Linked DNA regions of Anas platyrhynchos: region 1 is linked to region 2. Evidence: chromatin contacts called from public Hi-C data. All regions are on one chromosome and are shown on one strand. Each heading gives the region's core, a stretch centred on a gene start, on an enhancer-like site or on the middle of the called end of the contact. The rest is flanking DNA. Distances are from core to core; before and after follow the strand shown. Region 1 holds the start of SLC39A9 (solute carrier family 39 member 9). Region 2 holds the start of SRSF5 (serine and arginine rich splicing factor 5).

Evidence for each region. Hi-C and Micro-C count contacts between places; a contact is called where the count stands out from the background.
Region 1: a contact with region 2 is called in a Hi-C map of subcutaneous adipose tissue, with 2.7 times the contacts expected there. The contact joins the promoter of SLC39A9 here to the promoter of SRSF5 in region 2. A contact is called at or near these places in 3 of 8 Hi-C or Micro-C datasets (F1 follicle, liver and subcutaneous adipose tissue).

What each region holds. Positions count from the first base shown.
Region 1 is chr5:37,050,343-37,054,361 of IASCAAS_PekinDuck_T2T, forward strand. It overlaps SLC39A9 (solute carrier family 39 member 9), which reads right to left and starts at 1,560. Exons shown (of 7, transcript XM_027457903.3): 1 at 1,346-1,560. The coding sequence starts at 1,441. It overlaps ERH (ERH mRNA splicing and mitosis factor), which reads left to right and starts at 1,730. Exons shown (of 4, transcript XM_027457904.3): 1 at 1,730-1,864. The coding sequence starts at 1,862.
Region 2 is chr5:36,883,596-36,887,850 of IASCAAS_PekinDuck_T2T, forward strand. SRSF5 (serine and arginine rich splicing factor 5) reads right to left here and starts at 1,930. Exons shown (of 8, transcript XM_027458355.3): 1 at 1,773-1,930; 2 at 1,164-1,309; 3 at 1,012-1,082; 4 at 744-842; 5 at 333-402. The coding sequence starts at 1,289. It overlaps LOC119717064 (a long non-coding RNA gene), which reads right to left. Exons shown (of 3, transcript XR_005266045.2): 3 at 4,091-4,255.

The sequences.
Region 1 (4,019 bases), core at 310-2,809, 170 kb after region 2:
TGCAACTTATCATGACAGGGAAGTCATCTAGTTTAATTCAGGAAGCCAAACTATTTCAGTTCGAAAAAGTTCCCGGAAATCAACTATTGAAGTTCTACACCACTTGTGCGTCTCTTCTTAAGAGCAGCAGAGAAAATGCTGTTAAAAAATACATAGGGAAAACCTAAATTCCTCGAATCAGCAAGCTGTTCCACACCTCAATTATTTCTTGGTTTAAATCTTCATGACACTGAAACTCTTACTTGGACCTAGCAAAAAGTAAACAGTCCCATTCCAATCAACACTGTGAGTCTTTGTTACCCAAGGAAAAGATTCAAACTACCTGAACAACTTGTTTTTATTTTGACTATTTAGGCTGCAGCTTCAGAGAGCCTCAAGTACTGGTAGAGTGTGGTTTCTGGCCCAAGGTTAGCCTCCTAGAGTACTTCATGTAAATCGGGATTAAACTGAAAATGTACATCTGCCTGTAGAAATAAAGCAGAGAGCTGTTCGTCTGAACCTTTTCGTCACTGATGTTTAGTTATACCTGGCTTTACTGGAGCTTCATACTTCCAAGAATATTCAAGTGTAATTAAAAGAATAGAAACAAATATGAAATCAAAACACAACCAGGTCCACAGTTAAACTCATCTGAAGAAGTGTATTAATGAATAATTCTATTGTACTCTATCATTTGGGTTTATTACGTACAGCATTAATTTGTTTTCTACTTAACCATGATAAGTACCCAGGGGGAGGAAGCGTTTTTCTCTAGCATCACCTAGAAAGCTTTTTGCAGACCACAGAACACACAGCCCAAAAAATCATTTTAGTTTAAAACTACTCATGTAGCAGGGGCCTAAGCGACTATTTTAAACAAAACGATTGTAACTGCTAATCAGACGTTTCCAGGGCTGGTGTCTGCACATAAAACGAGCGCAGAGAGACAGCTCCGTTACCAAACCAGCCGAGCAGACAGCTCCTTACAGCAGCAAGCTTACGGCAAGCCTAAAACCGAACCGAGGCACTAAACTCGTCCGTACACGTGTGTGCGGCTGGCAGAGCGCTGCCTCCGCACAGGGCTGGCGAGCCGGCGGCCGCTGGCGGTGCGGAGTGCCACGTTCACGCCGAGCTGTGCTCCTGCTGCCAGCGGTCCCAAAACACACATGGGCTCCCTGCTCCAGCTGCACAGACAGACACGAGCCACACAGACACGGGGCAGGGCAGCACCGCCACACGGCGCGGAGCACAGCCGGGGGCAGCGGGCTCGGGGCGCTGCTGACAGGAGCCGGCAGGACGCACCGAGCCCAGCTCCCCGCTGCGCGCCTCAGCCCGGCCCCGGGGCCCGGCCCGGCCCCCCCCTCACCTCAGAGAAGTTGACGGCCAGCGGGATGATGCCCGCCACATAGCAGGCCAGCAGCATGGCGAGGGACAGCAGGCAGATGGCAGGGAAGTCATCCATGGCGCCCGGCGGCGAGCTGCCCGCCTCAGCCCGGCTCCCCTCAGCCCAGCCCGGCTCCCCTCCGCCTCCCCTCGCCCCCCTCAGCCGCCCCGGGCCCCGCAGCGGCCCCGTGCCATGGCCGCCCCCTCAGCCTGAGCGGCTCCGCGCCGCTTCCCCTTCCGGGCCTTCCCGGCTCCAAGATGGCGGCCGCCCGCCGCTGGGAGGCGGGAAAGCGCGGCTCCCTCATCAAAGATGGCGGCGCAACCCGCTTCGCCCCCCTTTCCCTCCAACGCGTCCCGCGCGGCGCCCTCAGCGCTTCGGCTTCAGAGGGCGCGCGTGCGCGGGGGGGCGCTCTAGCTCCCTCTCGCTGGTGCGGCCGCGGGGGGTTGTGGGGGATCGGCGGGCGCCTGGCGGTGGCGGAGCTGAGGAGCGGGAGCCGCGATGGTGAGCGGGGGGCTCCGGGGGGCGGTCAGGGGGGCTCGGGGTGGCCGCACCGGCACCGGGGGGGACCGGGGGGAGGCGGGGGGACACGGTAAGGCCCGGGGGGGCCCGTCCCGGCAGCACGTGGCGGGGGGAGGCCGCGAGCGGGGACCGGGGCCTGGCCCGGGGGTCGCCTCCCTGAGGGGTGCCGCGGGGCTGGCGGCCGCGGGCGGGGCCGGGCGGGGGCTTCGCGCCCCTAAATGGGGAAAAAGTCGCCGAAATCGCCCCTCCTGCCCTGCACGGGGGGCTGGAGGGCCCCGAGTGTGCGGTGCGCTGCCTCGCCTGGCCAGGCGCCGTGCCCTCACAATGCCTCCGCCTCTCTCTCCCCTTTTTCCTTGCCCACGCTTGGGTCTCGGCTCGGCCCCGCAGCTGGCAGAAGGCTCCTCGGGCAGGGGCTGCCCGCGTCCTGCTCCTGGGGCTGCCAGCGCTGCCTCGACTGTTTCTGCGGGGCTACGTCTGTAATCGTGGACTCAGGGAGGTTTCTCAAGGGCGCTCTGGGAGTTGGAAATTGGAGGGATAGAAACCGGTGTGGGGCCTTACCGACAGCCAGCGCAACTGCCCTCCGAAAGAAAACACAAAAACACAACAGTGCAACACGAGAAAGAGTCTGTACAGGGCTCTTCCACATTACCTGCTCCCAAGGCGTGACATCTTCACTGTCTTCCCCTGTTTTGGTTTTCTTCTTCCTAACAATGAGATTTATACTCATAAAAAAAAACATTTTATTTACACTGATTTTTGTCCCATGTCATCTAGGCACATATTCAGCGGGGCAGGTAAAACTTCGAAGAAACCTCTCAGGCTTAGGAACTTGTCACATCTCTGGTGGGAGAGGAGGAACAATTTTAGAAAATCAAGCTAAATTGGGATTGTTATTATTATTTTTTTGCCTTAAGGTAAAATAATGGGAAGTTCCTAAAGAAACTCTTCAGATGTAATGCATTAATCCTGCAATACAGGTGATCCCAGTGGCAGTAATTTTGGTAGACCAGTTAAAGTGGACAAAGATCTTAAAAGCCAATTTGTACAATATAAACATGAAAGAATTGATTCTTTTATTCTTTGCTTTACTTCAGAGCTTATAGTAGAAGCTGAGACATTAATACTTGTTAAAAGGAGAAATTTAGTTGGCAGTAACAGGATCAAAAGAAATACTAGCAGTAATTTAGACTTTTTTGATGTTACTGTAGTAGTTATTCTTGGAGGCTCACGATCTATTGGTGTTGCTTTTAGAAAAGCTGAATTATGCCCTTTTTTTTTTTGTACAAGGCAATTAATAATCTCCGGGCTGATATGGATATTGAAAAGTTTCTGAAGAGAAAAACGGTTTCAAGTCAGAAGTTCAAATAAATTCTCACTTGAAGTTCTGAAAGAACTGGCTTATGTGTCTGGCTCACTGATACTTTTTTCTGTAGTCTGAGTATTGGGATATCAATACTTTCTTAGGTTTTGTCAAGTAAACCCAACTTTTTCTTCTAATATTACAGTTGAGTTTGAAAGTACAGTGACCACAATTGCAGTTCACAGGGCATTCTGCTGCTAGAACACACAAGATTTTATCAAACACACTGAACTGGCCGACAGACCCCATTTTTTTATTATTAATAAGGGGTTCTTGCTCAGATGTTCCTGGGAGATCAGAGTTCCAAGTCCTGGAAGTGAGCCTGGTCGTAAGCAAATAAAAAGGACACTGCTGGAAGTAGTTGTGAATGGATTTGGCAGGCCTTTGACTCCCTGGTAAGGCGTGCCTGGGGCAGTGCAGCACCCTTCAGCAGCACCCTTAGGAGCAGCTGGGTACCAGCAGCCCTGGAGGCATCCCGTTTGCATCTAGTGTCCTCTGGTGTGCAGGGAAGCAGTCTTAGCAGGCTGGTCTCCTTCATATGATTTTCATAATAGAATGATAATACACTTTGGTATTTGTTTCCACTGTGTCTTACTCTGCAGTTCCCTGCATGAATTTTACAAGTTGAGTACTCACATCATATATTAGCATTGAAAGTGCTGGATTAAATTAGCAGCACGGGCAAGGCTGTTTTCTAGTGTGCTTGCAAACTTCCTATGATGTGTAACCTGTTAATTAGGTCACAGGCTGTGTACACTTAAAATCTTGTTTGTTTAA
Region 2 (4,255 bases), core at 680-3,179:
AAGACAGAACGATTAGGATAACCCACAGGCACTCCTCGTCATAAGGCCAACGACACAGATAGGCTGGCAAATAAAGGGTTTAATATGTGGTTAAAATGGATTTAGAAAACAAGAAAATAAATAAATATATTTCCTCAAATATATACATTTATTATTATAAATTAAAATTAACTAGCTTTCATTCAAAATATTTAAATTACATTATTTAAAATTACATCAATTACATAAACATTTTAATAAAATAGATTTACTTTTAATTGATTATTTTACAAAATAATTACATTACATACCCATTAAATGAAGTCAAAATAGTTAATCGTGTTTTAACAAACCTGCCAGCTGACTCGGGATGACAGATTTTCTACTATGAGCCGGTTCTCTGTTCTTACAGGTGGGGCACTTCTGCTGGGAAATGAAAATTAAGTATTAATTATTTATTAACTTAAGTATAATCGCATTCTAATGCTAACCAGGACTGTATCAATAATCCATTGTCAACTTATCACTGTTGTGACTACGTAATGCCGCAAGTAATCAAGAACAAGTGTCAATTACCTCGGGGGTACAAAAACATAAAGATGATGATTGTATCTAATTTTTTTGATTCTCGCAATCCTACTGCCACATTGGATTGACTAGAAAATCAAACAGCACCTTTTGCTATCTCAGCGTACCTCACGTTTTGGGATGAGATGGGCTTGGGGTTATTTATTAAAGCCCCGTCAGTTCACGGCTATACGTACCTCCTGTCACTACGGGGACGGCGGCTGCTAAAGCGGTCAGAGTACCTCCCTCTGCCTCTGCCACCCCTAGAGCGTGCTCTCGCATGCTCAATTGTAACCCTGCAGAGAAAAAAAAAATAAGGGGAAAGCATGCATCTTTAAACATTTTTTCATGATTATTGAGGGGAAAAAGCTACGGCAGGATTTGAGCAGTGTTGATAATAAGATGTAAATGGAAATCGATGCATGTTTTTCATGTTGGGGTACCAGGGGCGATGCGGCAGCTCACCTCTCGCTGCAAAGCTCCTTCCCATCCAGTTCATAGACAGCATCGTCCGCATCCCTGGGATCCTCGAACTCCTGCGAGCCCAGACAGAAGGCACAGCGTTACACACCGCAATGCCCGCAGCCCCGCGGCCCCCTCCCGCCAGGCGCACTCACCACGAAGCCGAAGCCCCTCTTGAGGTCGATGTCGCGGATGCGGCCGTACCCTTTGAAGAAGCGCTCCACGTCCTTCTCCCTGGCGGCGGGGTTCAGCCTCCCGATGAAGACGCGGCAGCCGCTCATGGCTGGGGGCGCGGAGCAACCTGCGGGGGGCCCGGTGGTCCCCTCAGCACCGTCCCCTCAGCGCCGTGCCGGTGACTCAGCACGCGCCCCCCCCCCCAGCCCGCCCCCTGCCGCAGTCCGCAGCAGCCCGGGCTCGCCCCCGCGGCGGCCCAATCGCAGCCCGCCAGCTGGAGCCCGCCCCGGCCCCCGCCAACCAGAACGCGCCGCTCCCCCCCTCGGTCCCGCCCACTTCCCGCCCGGCCCCGCCCCCCGAGGCGCAGGGGCAGCCGAGCCGCCGCCATCGCTGCCTCCGCCACAAAATGGCGGCGCGGGCCGCGCCCTGCGCGCAGCGCCCGCCGCGGAGGCTGCACGCGGGGCACCGGCACCGGCCCGCCGCGACCCCGTGCGCCGCCAACACCCCTTAGCTAAGGGAACCGCTCGCTCCTCCGCCCCCCCCCCTGCACCACAAGGACATAGCCCCGGGCCGCCGATCCCGTCACCAACCTGGGCTGCGGGTCCCGTTGCGTTCCGGGCCGTGCCGTGCGGGGCGGAGGGGCCGGTGCGGTGCTGGCGGGCGGCTCCTGCTCCCTGCGCGGCGCCTCGCTCCCGACTGCCGCCCGCCCCGCCCCGCCCCGCCAACCGGGGGCGGCCCCGCGCCGCGGCCCCGCCCCGCCCCGCGCGCCCATTGGTGGAGCCGGCCCTGGCCCCGCCCCTCCCCGCCCCTCCCCGCGGTGATGGCGGAGGGGAGGCGGTGCCCGGCCGCCATCTTGGGGAGTGAGGGGACTGAGGGGGGCTGCTCTGCCACAGGGTGGTCAACGTGTCTTGGTGGTGCTCACACCCCTCACGGGTCCTCACGCGTGTCTCTCCCAGCCAAACATAATTAATAAACTGTTAATTGCTGCTCAGCTGCAGTATTCAGCCAGCCCCAGAGCCGCCTTATGTTTACACACATCTGCACCCCATCGCTCAGCCCTCAGCGGGGACGAGCCTGGCGTCATGGCCGGGGCTGTGCCTCAGTGACACGCACCCGAGCCACAAACCCCCACACCTCCTCCTCGCCATGGCATGGTCTGCCGCTGCATCAGGCAATCAGGCGGACCCACCCGGCATCAGATCGCAGCCCATCAGAGCTGTAATCCTGAACAGGCATCACATGCCATCGTATTTATACACATCATCTAATACATGCAATCAGGTTTAGGTTAGCTTCGTGTTTTCATGGTGAATTTATGCCAGCTGCAGAAGGACAGGGTGACCAACCCCTGGTCCAATACGAAGCTTGCAGGAACAAAGAAAAACCCCAAAAATTCTTGGGTTAACGTTTGAATGATCAGAACAAGTTTACACCAGACCAGTGTGTTTAGTTTTACACGCTGAATGTGATACTGAGGAAATGCCACAACCCTTTGAGAGCAAGATGCAGGCCACTACAAAAGCATCCTACTGTGTCAAAGCTATCTGTAAACCTTCAGGGGGTAACAGGAGAGCTGCTGCAGGATTGTGTCCTTCCTCGGCTAGCCCACAGACCTTTCCTGAAAGCCACCCGAGCCCCTAAGCCAACATTTGATGTACCCCAAAATGCAACCACTGCACCCATGACCACAGTCTGCCATTAACTTTCCAAGCTCAAATCACAACACATCTTTGTTTTGACAAACCGTCTTTTTTGTTGTTTACACAGACTCGGTGACTAACATTAGCAAAAGTTTTTGTGCTCAGCAGACAGCAGATTGCAAAGACTGAGCATGTCATGTCACCCCCACCTCTTGCTTAATTGAGACCCAGCATTCGTTTTAAAAGGGATTTGGAGAACATAGGTCATAATAGGGGAATAGCAGGATGGAGGAAATTCACATTACCCAAGTAGCCAGCGCCTGTAATCCTTAAGAAACTCATTGAAGTAGTTAATGAAGCATCACTGAGACATCTGTAGCACCATCCCAAACACCGCACTCCCCGGAGGTGCAGTGATGTTTCGATTGGCAAGCTTACCTTCAAAGGTCAGAGAGGCAATGGAACAGAAGATTAAATAATCAATGTATAAGTACTTTCATTCATTAAACTGCTAAGCTGCTCATGACAACAAGGCTGGCAATCAACAAGCTGTTTCAAATTAAACCAATACTCCTTCCCAGAATAACTAAGCTACTGGGCAAGGGGGAAAAATAGAGAAGTGTTAAACGTGACTGTAGTAAAGATTTCAGTGCTGTGCCACACATGGTATTTTCTTAAGCAAACAGGAAAATGGCAGGATAAAATTAATTGTAAGCTGGAAGCATACCTCTTTCAGTGTTTGCATTCAAAGTATCTCCTTGACAAACACAGGGACAATTCCTTTGCGGAATCAGGGATCTCCTCTCAGCACAGGACTGTTCAACAGCTGCATTAATAATTTGCTAAGCAGATTAGAGCATGCAGTGTTAAAACATGCAGGTGAAACACCCTGGGAAGATTTTCAAACACTCTGAAGACAAGAAGAGAATTCAAAATGAGCCTGACGAACCAAAGCAATGATTCAACAAGATGAAAATCTGCAAGGACAAGGGCAGAAATGTTTACGTTTAGGAAGAACAATCCAGTATGAAATCAGAAATAAACGTTTAGGAAATAGTGATATGTATAAAGGCTTCAGTTAAAGAGGATCCCAATCTAAAAATAACACAATAAATATACTGGCATTGCAGAAACAGGCATAACCTATTCTGGGATGTGCTTACAGCAGGTGTGGTATTTAACAGACAAGTGCTGATCTGTCTGGTGATAGCACGGTAAGTAAGCTTAAACAATAACCTCAATTTCTGTATGGCAAAGTACTACTCAAACACACAGATGACTGCTATGCAGTTCATGAGGAACAACTGATTGAAAAAAAAAAATCACTCAAAGTCATGGATTTTGTAGTAGACTCAAGGTATAGCAAAGCTGTGGCATCGATTGCTTTGAGATAGTTTTCTGAAACTGAAGTGAAACCCTTGCAGAATGCTGGA